2 separate regions of the Mus musculus genome follow, and region 1 is linked to region 2. Evidence: chromatin contacts called from public Hi-C data. All regions are on one chromosome and are shown on one strand. Each heading gives the region's core, a stretch centred on a gene start, on an enhancer-like site or on the middle of the called end of the contact. The rest is flanking DNA. Distances are from core to core; before and after follow the strand shown.

Region 1 (2,735 bases), core at 134-2,633, 300 kb before region 2:
ATAATGTGCTTCTTTGATCTCACTGGTCACATGAATGACAATTTATTCTGATGTGCTTGGTCCCTTCCAAGTCATCTTCAGTTCAAAGCACTGCTCTAATAGCTTTTTGTAAGCCTAAAATATTAAGGATATATATATATTTTTTTCCAGCAAAGCAGAACTGAATCAGGAGTTTGCCATGTCTTTTCAGTCACTTAGAGGGTACTTTCAGACATGCAAATGCCAGAAGTCTGGTGTCCTTATCAAAATGAGAAATTTAGACACAGAGACAGATACACATGGAGAAGATGACATGAAGGGACACAGAATGAAAACAGTCATCCTCAACTAAGGATAGCATGAGTCTTCATCCAGAAGCTGGGAGAGAAAGCTTGATTGTATATGTGTATGTGTATGTGTATGTGTATGTGTATGTGTATGTGTATGTGTATGTGTATGTGTATGTGTATGTGTATGTGTATGTGTTTGTGTTTGTGTATGCGTATGCGTATGCGTATATGTATATGTATATGTATATGTATATGTATACACACACATATATATGTATATACACACACACACACACACACATATACATTTATATATACACATATATATAATATACATATACACACACAGATATATATGTATGCTTCAGATATATATATATATATGCTTCCCTCTTTGAATAAGGTTCTTTGAGACAAGGAGTATGTTATGAATTCTACTTTAAATTACTACTTTTAATGTTTGTTATAATTTGCATAATTAACTTTATTGATTCTTTTATGCTTCATTACTGTTTTCAAAAGCAATGGAACAGCTGCTCCTTTTTAGTTCCTTGTTATGTTTTTCCTTCCCTCTGCAGCCAAGCAGGGATCAAAAAATTCCCTGGCCATGCTCTAAGCTAATTAATTATTCATGGAAATACCGGGGAGAATGGTCAGGTGCTGCACACAACTTAGCGTGTCTGTGAGAACTTCAAATAGACCAGAGTCTCAGCAGAGAATGACAACATGGCCTGGCTCAGTAGAGCAGGTGGCGGCATCAAGGAAAGGATGAGCAGGAAACCTGCCCGGGGGAGGGAACAAAAGCAAGCAGGTCCAGGGCAAGCCTGCAAGGTGGGGCTCAGGAGCTATGATGGCTGCTCATTGGCTTGTATCTAAAATAAAATGTCCCTCAAAGCACATGGCTCAAGGAAGGGCAGTTCAAATAAAGACGGAGGCATGGGTACCACTTATCTGCAAAAATAACTACAATGAAAGCCTTTTAAAGCACACATTTTAGCGTGGTTATTTTGGGGTTCTAAAGACGGATTCAGAAAGATCACTTCTCGCTCGAGAAGCAGTACCCATTGTGGTTAAGCCACAGGCTATGGGATCGGAAAGAGCTCTGCGTCAGCCAAGGGTTGACTGGAGTCTGGTTAGCCTCTGTCTCAACTTCCTCTTCTGCCCAATTCCTCTACCTGTTATTTATAGCACTCTGGTGAGAAATAAAAGTGTTTGGGTGTGGAGAGCACTTAGGAAAGGGGTTGGCACACGTGGCCGTCATTGCTGCTGTGCAGCACAGCATTTAAAGACCACTAAAGAAGGATCGTTAAGACTTAAGACTTGTAAAGGGTTTCTCCTATTGACTTCATGGACAGTGCTACAGATCTGAGCACCAATGGTCACACAGGAGCAGAGCATCCAGTTTTCCCAAAGCTTCATTCGTACATAGGGAATTCATTTGATATATTATGCACAGCACAAAGGGTTTTACTAAGATCAGAGTTTAACGTGCATTGTGTGTTTGTTATGTTCTGAGTCTTAGTGGAGCAGACCCCTCCTCCTGATTTACTTATGTGGCCTAAGCATGTGTCACACCAAGGCCCCACCCGATGGAAGCCTCACTTTTGGCCTCTTTTGGTGATGCTACATTTGTTCTGCTATTATAAGCTCTTGATCAAGATGACTTGGGGCAAAGTTTAGCTCAGTCTCTTTAATTTTAAACTCTTCTGTGTCTGTCATCACGTGACCATCCTAACCGCAGCTTCCGTCTGACCTGCAATTTTAGGCAACGGCAATCTGTTGCAGCGCAGCAAATCAAAACTGAATCAGGAGTTTGCCATGCCGCCATGCCTTTTCAGTCACTTAGAGGGTACGTTCAGACATGTAAATGCCATAAGTCTGGTGTCCTTATCCAAATGAGAAATTCAGACACGGAGACAGATGAGCAGGGAGAAGGTGACATGAAGGGACACAGAGTGAAAACAGTCACTCTCAACTCAGGAGAGCATGAGTCTTCATCCAGAAGCTGGGAGAGAAAGCTTGATCTGATTATTTCCTTCTACTACTCTCTGAGACAAAGAAGATGCGCTGTTACCCTTGATTGTAAATGAGAAGACCATGGAGACAACGGCTCACACACACATAGCACAGTGGTATTGATCCTCTGAGCACTGTTGGTGACAATGATATTCTTCCCGACACCATCAAGGCATGTCACATTTGACCTCTATAATGTGTTCAAAACTCTGCTTGCATAGAACCTGTCCTTTAATTCCATCTTCCTGCCCCTTTTACAGCTCTTCAAATTATTTGAGAATCGTGTCAATTACTTTTCTTTTGGAGTCATTCTGTAAAGAAATGAGGGTTGTTTTCTGATGACCATACCATGCGAGTTAATAAGCATGCAAAGAAAGAAAACAAATCCATAAAGATTTATTTGTTAAGAGATGGGCAAGAGCTCTGGAGACGTGGTTTAGCCGGTAGAGT
Region 2 (2,700 bases), core at 71-2,570:
ACAAGACAAAACTTTATACTTATGAGTAAGCAAAGCTTTTACACTTTGTATATTTCAGGCACCTCACCTGACTTTCTCATTTCCTTTTTGAAGAATGGGATGAAACAGTGATGTTTTGGAAGCTAAACGGGACTAATCTGTAATATGGTGAGTAAAGGGACAAAAACAAACACACTAGGGAGAGACTTACTCAGATGAGTTGGAACAGATTACAGTGGAGCCAGGAGCTGGGTCACTAGCCCATATTAGACAGCCTAGCATCTCAAAGGCATTCCGCCTAATAATCTCTCTTTGAGGACTTTCACAAGAAATACTGCTAAAGTTATCTTTAATAAGAATGTACTGCCTGCTTCTCTTTTAAAGTAGGTGGATACCTCCTCAAAATACTACTCCTTCAAGAAGTCTAAACCCATCTGTGTGTCTTAAAATCCACCGAAGATTACCACTTTCCGGTACAATAGTAACACAATATATACTGAAATCTACCTCCACACGCCAGTTGTCTAGGCAACTCTGAAACTAGCTAAAACATCAGCAGATGAAAGGAGAAGGTAGACGGCGGGAGTAGAGACTGTATCAGTTGCATTTGTTTTGTAAGTCAGAAACACAAGATGCCTGCTTGTTGTGTTTTACACGCAAGCGAGTGCTCTCGCGCGCGCGCGCACGCGCACACACACACACACACACACACACACACACACACACTGAACCAGTATGGTCCCAGCGTTGCTCCTGGCTCACAGCAGTTACCTCCCTATAGCCTGAAGCTGCTATCCACCCACCCTCCGGGTGGTTTCTCCCCCCCTCCCCCCAAGCCCCAGCTCCACAGCAGCAATCAAATCACCTACCCTGCCAGGGATGCCGGACCTACAAGGGATGGCTGGCGGCTGCTCCGATGTCCAGGCTCCTAGGACTGGCCTAAAGATGAGTTCCAGTCGGCAGGGTGCCCTTTACTTCCCAGGGCGAGCGCAGAACCCCATTCGCCAGGCCTGCGTGCTGCTCTCAGAGGAAGCCCGGGCAGCCCCAGAGCCACAGCTGCATGGAAAGTTGGGGGGGACTCCCCCAGCAGTCGCTGTCTCGCTCTAGTTCTGTCCCCTCTGCAGCCTGGGCGGCCCCGCGGCCCCGTGATTCCCTTCCGAGTCCCACCGGCTTTCTCTCACCCGGGCTGAATTGCCACATGCACTTGAGAAATCCTAGCAGTTGCGCAAAGAGTCAAGAAGTTAGAAAGAGTGATTGTGTGTGAATGTGTAAATATACAGTACAAGAGGCTGGAACAACTGAGTGGGGCCAGCCCGCAGACGCAGCCGGGTTTCGGGTTTCAGTTGGCAGCTGGCGGCTTCAGAGGACCCAAGCAGCACTGGTGGGGTGGCGGGAGCCCCGCCCTGCACGCCAGCCTCACCTCCAGAGCAATGCTGGGCGGGCGCCCCATCAGACACCACTGCCTGGGCCCTCTGCAGTTGGCTGCGTTCATTTCAGCCCAAATGCAGCATGAGGGCATGCTGCTCACAGATCTGTGGCTATGGGTGAGAGAATGTAAGGAACCCAAAGCCCCCACTCTTGTGTTCCTTCAGCAAGCCTCACACACTGGTTATGCGCGCCCTGCCACCATCTCTGCCAAATCTTATTTCTCCAGCTTAAGCTTTATTCCTAAAAACGTATTTAGATGAGTGTGCTCTAGTCAGGCATTTCGAGAGATGTTAAGTGTAATAAACCGTCTTGACATGCTTTTAGAGTTCTCAGAGCAAGGTGGCAAATATATTCCTGATATAGACTGCCCCAGCCCCCAGCCCCCAGCCCCCAGCCCTCCCCACTCCCACCCACTGAGCGCTTACTGTTCTAGGTGTTTGGCACTCTTAGGTTTCCTAAAGCCTGGTGTTTTGGATTTTGTCCTTTGGGATGTCCAGGCACATGCTCAGGCTGACGAGCATACAAGCCTGGATGGGCACGAATAGGTATTTTGCTTTTGTTGCCGTCAGGTTTCCGGGGCGGGGGTAGGGATGAGTCTGCTCCATCCCAGGCCGAGGTCCCACTAGAAAATTGATTTTTCTGGCAGGAGACACCTCAGCCCTTTAATGAATGAAATTAAGTTCGGGGGGGGGGGGAATAAGCTCTTTTGCCTGATCCTTTAAAATGTGTGTAGAACCCCTAGCCAGAAGCCATGTGGCCTGTGTTTCTAATTGGTGGGATAGATGACCTTCAGCGGCTCACAAGGCCTTGCATGTTGTAATGGCGGACTGTTAACACTGTCAAGTGACAGCCTGTGGGCAGTTCTAAATGAGAACTGCAAAACAATGAGATTAACCAAAATGAAATCTGCACACATTCCATGCCCTGAGAGCCCCTGGAAGACAAGTGTCAGTAGGTATGATTCAAGACTGTGACATTTCAAAAAGGCAAGACTGCTATTAGGTTGGGAGCCTACTTTCTGGTTATAACAAATGTTACCACAGCAATTCAGACCCAAGGTGACACAAATTAAACTCAGGGAGGCTGCCCGGCAGATCCCAGGCTGAGAGATTAAGATACATCCCATCCTTGTGTCCAAGGCCTTTGGCCTTCACACCTCTGTCTCCATCGTTTCCACTTGACACCATCTCACCAGCCAGTGTGATGTATGGGGTTCTTAGGCTAGAGAGAACACAGAAAGAGAAAGGGGAGGGTTGTCATGGAGACGGCAGATGAGGTAAAGGAAGAGTTCCA

Evidence for each region. Hi-C and Micro-C count contacts between places; a contact is called where the count stands out from the background.
Region 1: a contact with region 2 is called in a Hi-C map of granulocyte-monocyte progenitors, with 2.4 times the contacts expected there. The contact joins the enhancer-like site here to the promoter of Arhgap24 in region 2. A contact is called at or near these places in 2 of 39 promoter capture datasets (hematopoietic stem and progenitor cells and pre-B cells), 4 of 484 Hi-C or Micro-C datasets (granulocyte-monocyte progenitors, muscle stem cells and myocytes), 1 of 115 datasets of contacts at active chromatin or transcription factors (bone marrow-derived macrophages) and 1 of 9 other capture datasets (pancreatic islet).

Annotation. Positions count from the first base shown.
Region 1 is chr5:102,776,724-102,779,458 of GRCm38.p6, reverse strand. The region is part of intron 3 of Arhgap24 (Rho GTPase activating protein 24); the gene reads right to left. Among named protein-coding and RNA genes, the nearest start is that of Gm30396, 150 kb to the right of the region's middle. Within about 2 kb of position 1,383, at least 83 of the 459 cell types and tissues checked have an H3K27ac peak or open chromatin away from gene starts, as enhancers often do. A contact at or near this core is called in bone marrow-derived macrophages, granulocyte-monocyte progenitors, muscle stem cells and 2 more, where this site is marked.
Region 2 is chr5:102,480,011-102,482,710 of GRCm38.p6, reverse strand. It overlaps Arhgap24 (Rho GTPase activating protein 24), which reads right to left and starts at 1,320. Exons shown (of 10, transcript NM_029270.2): 1 at 849-1,320.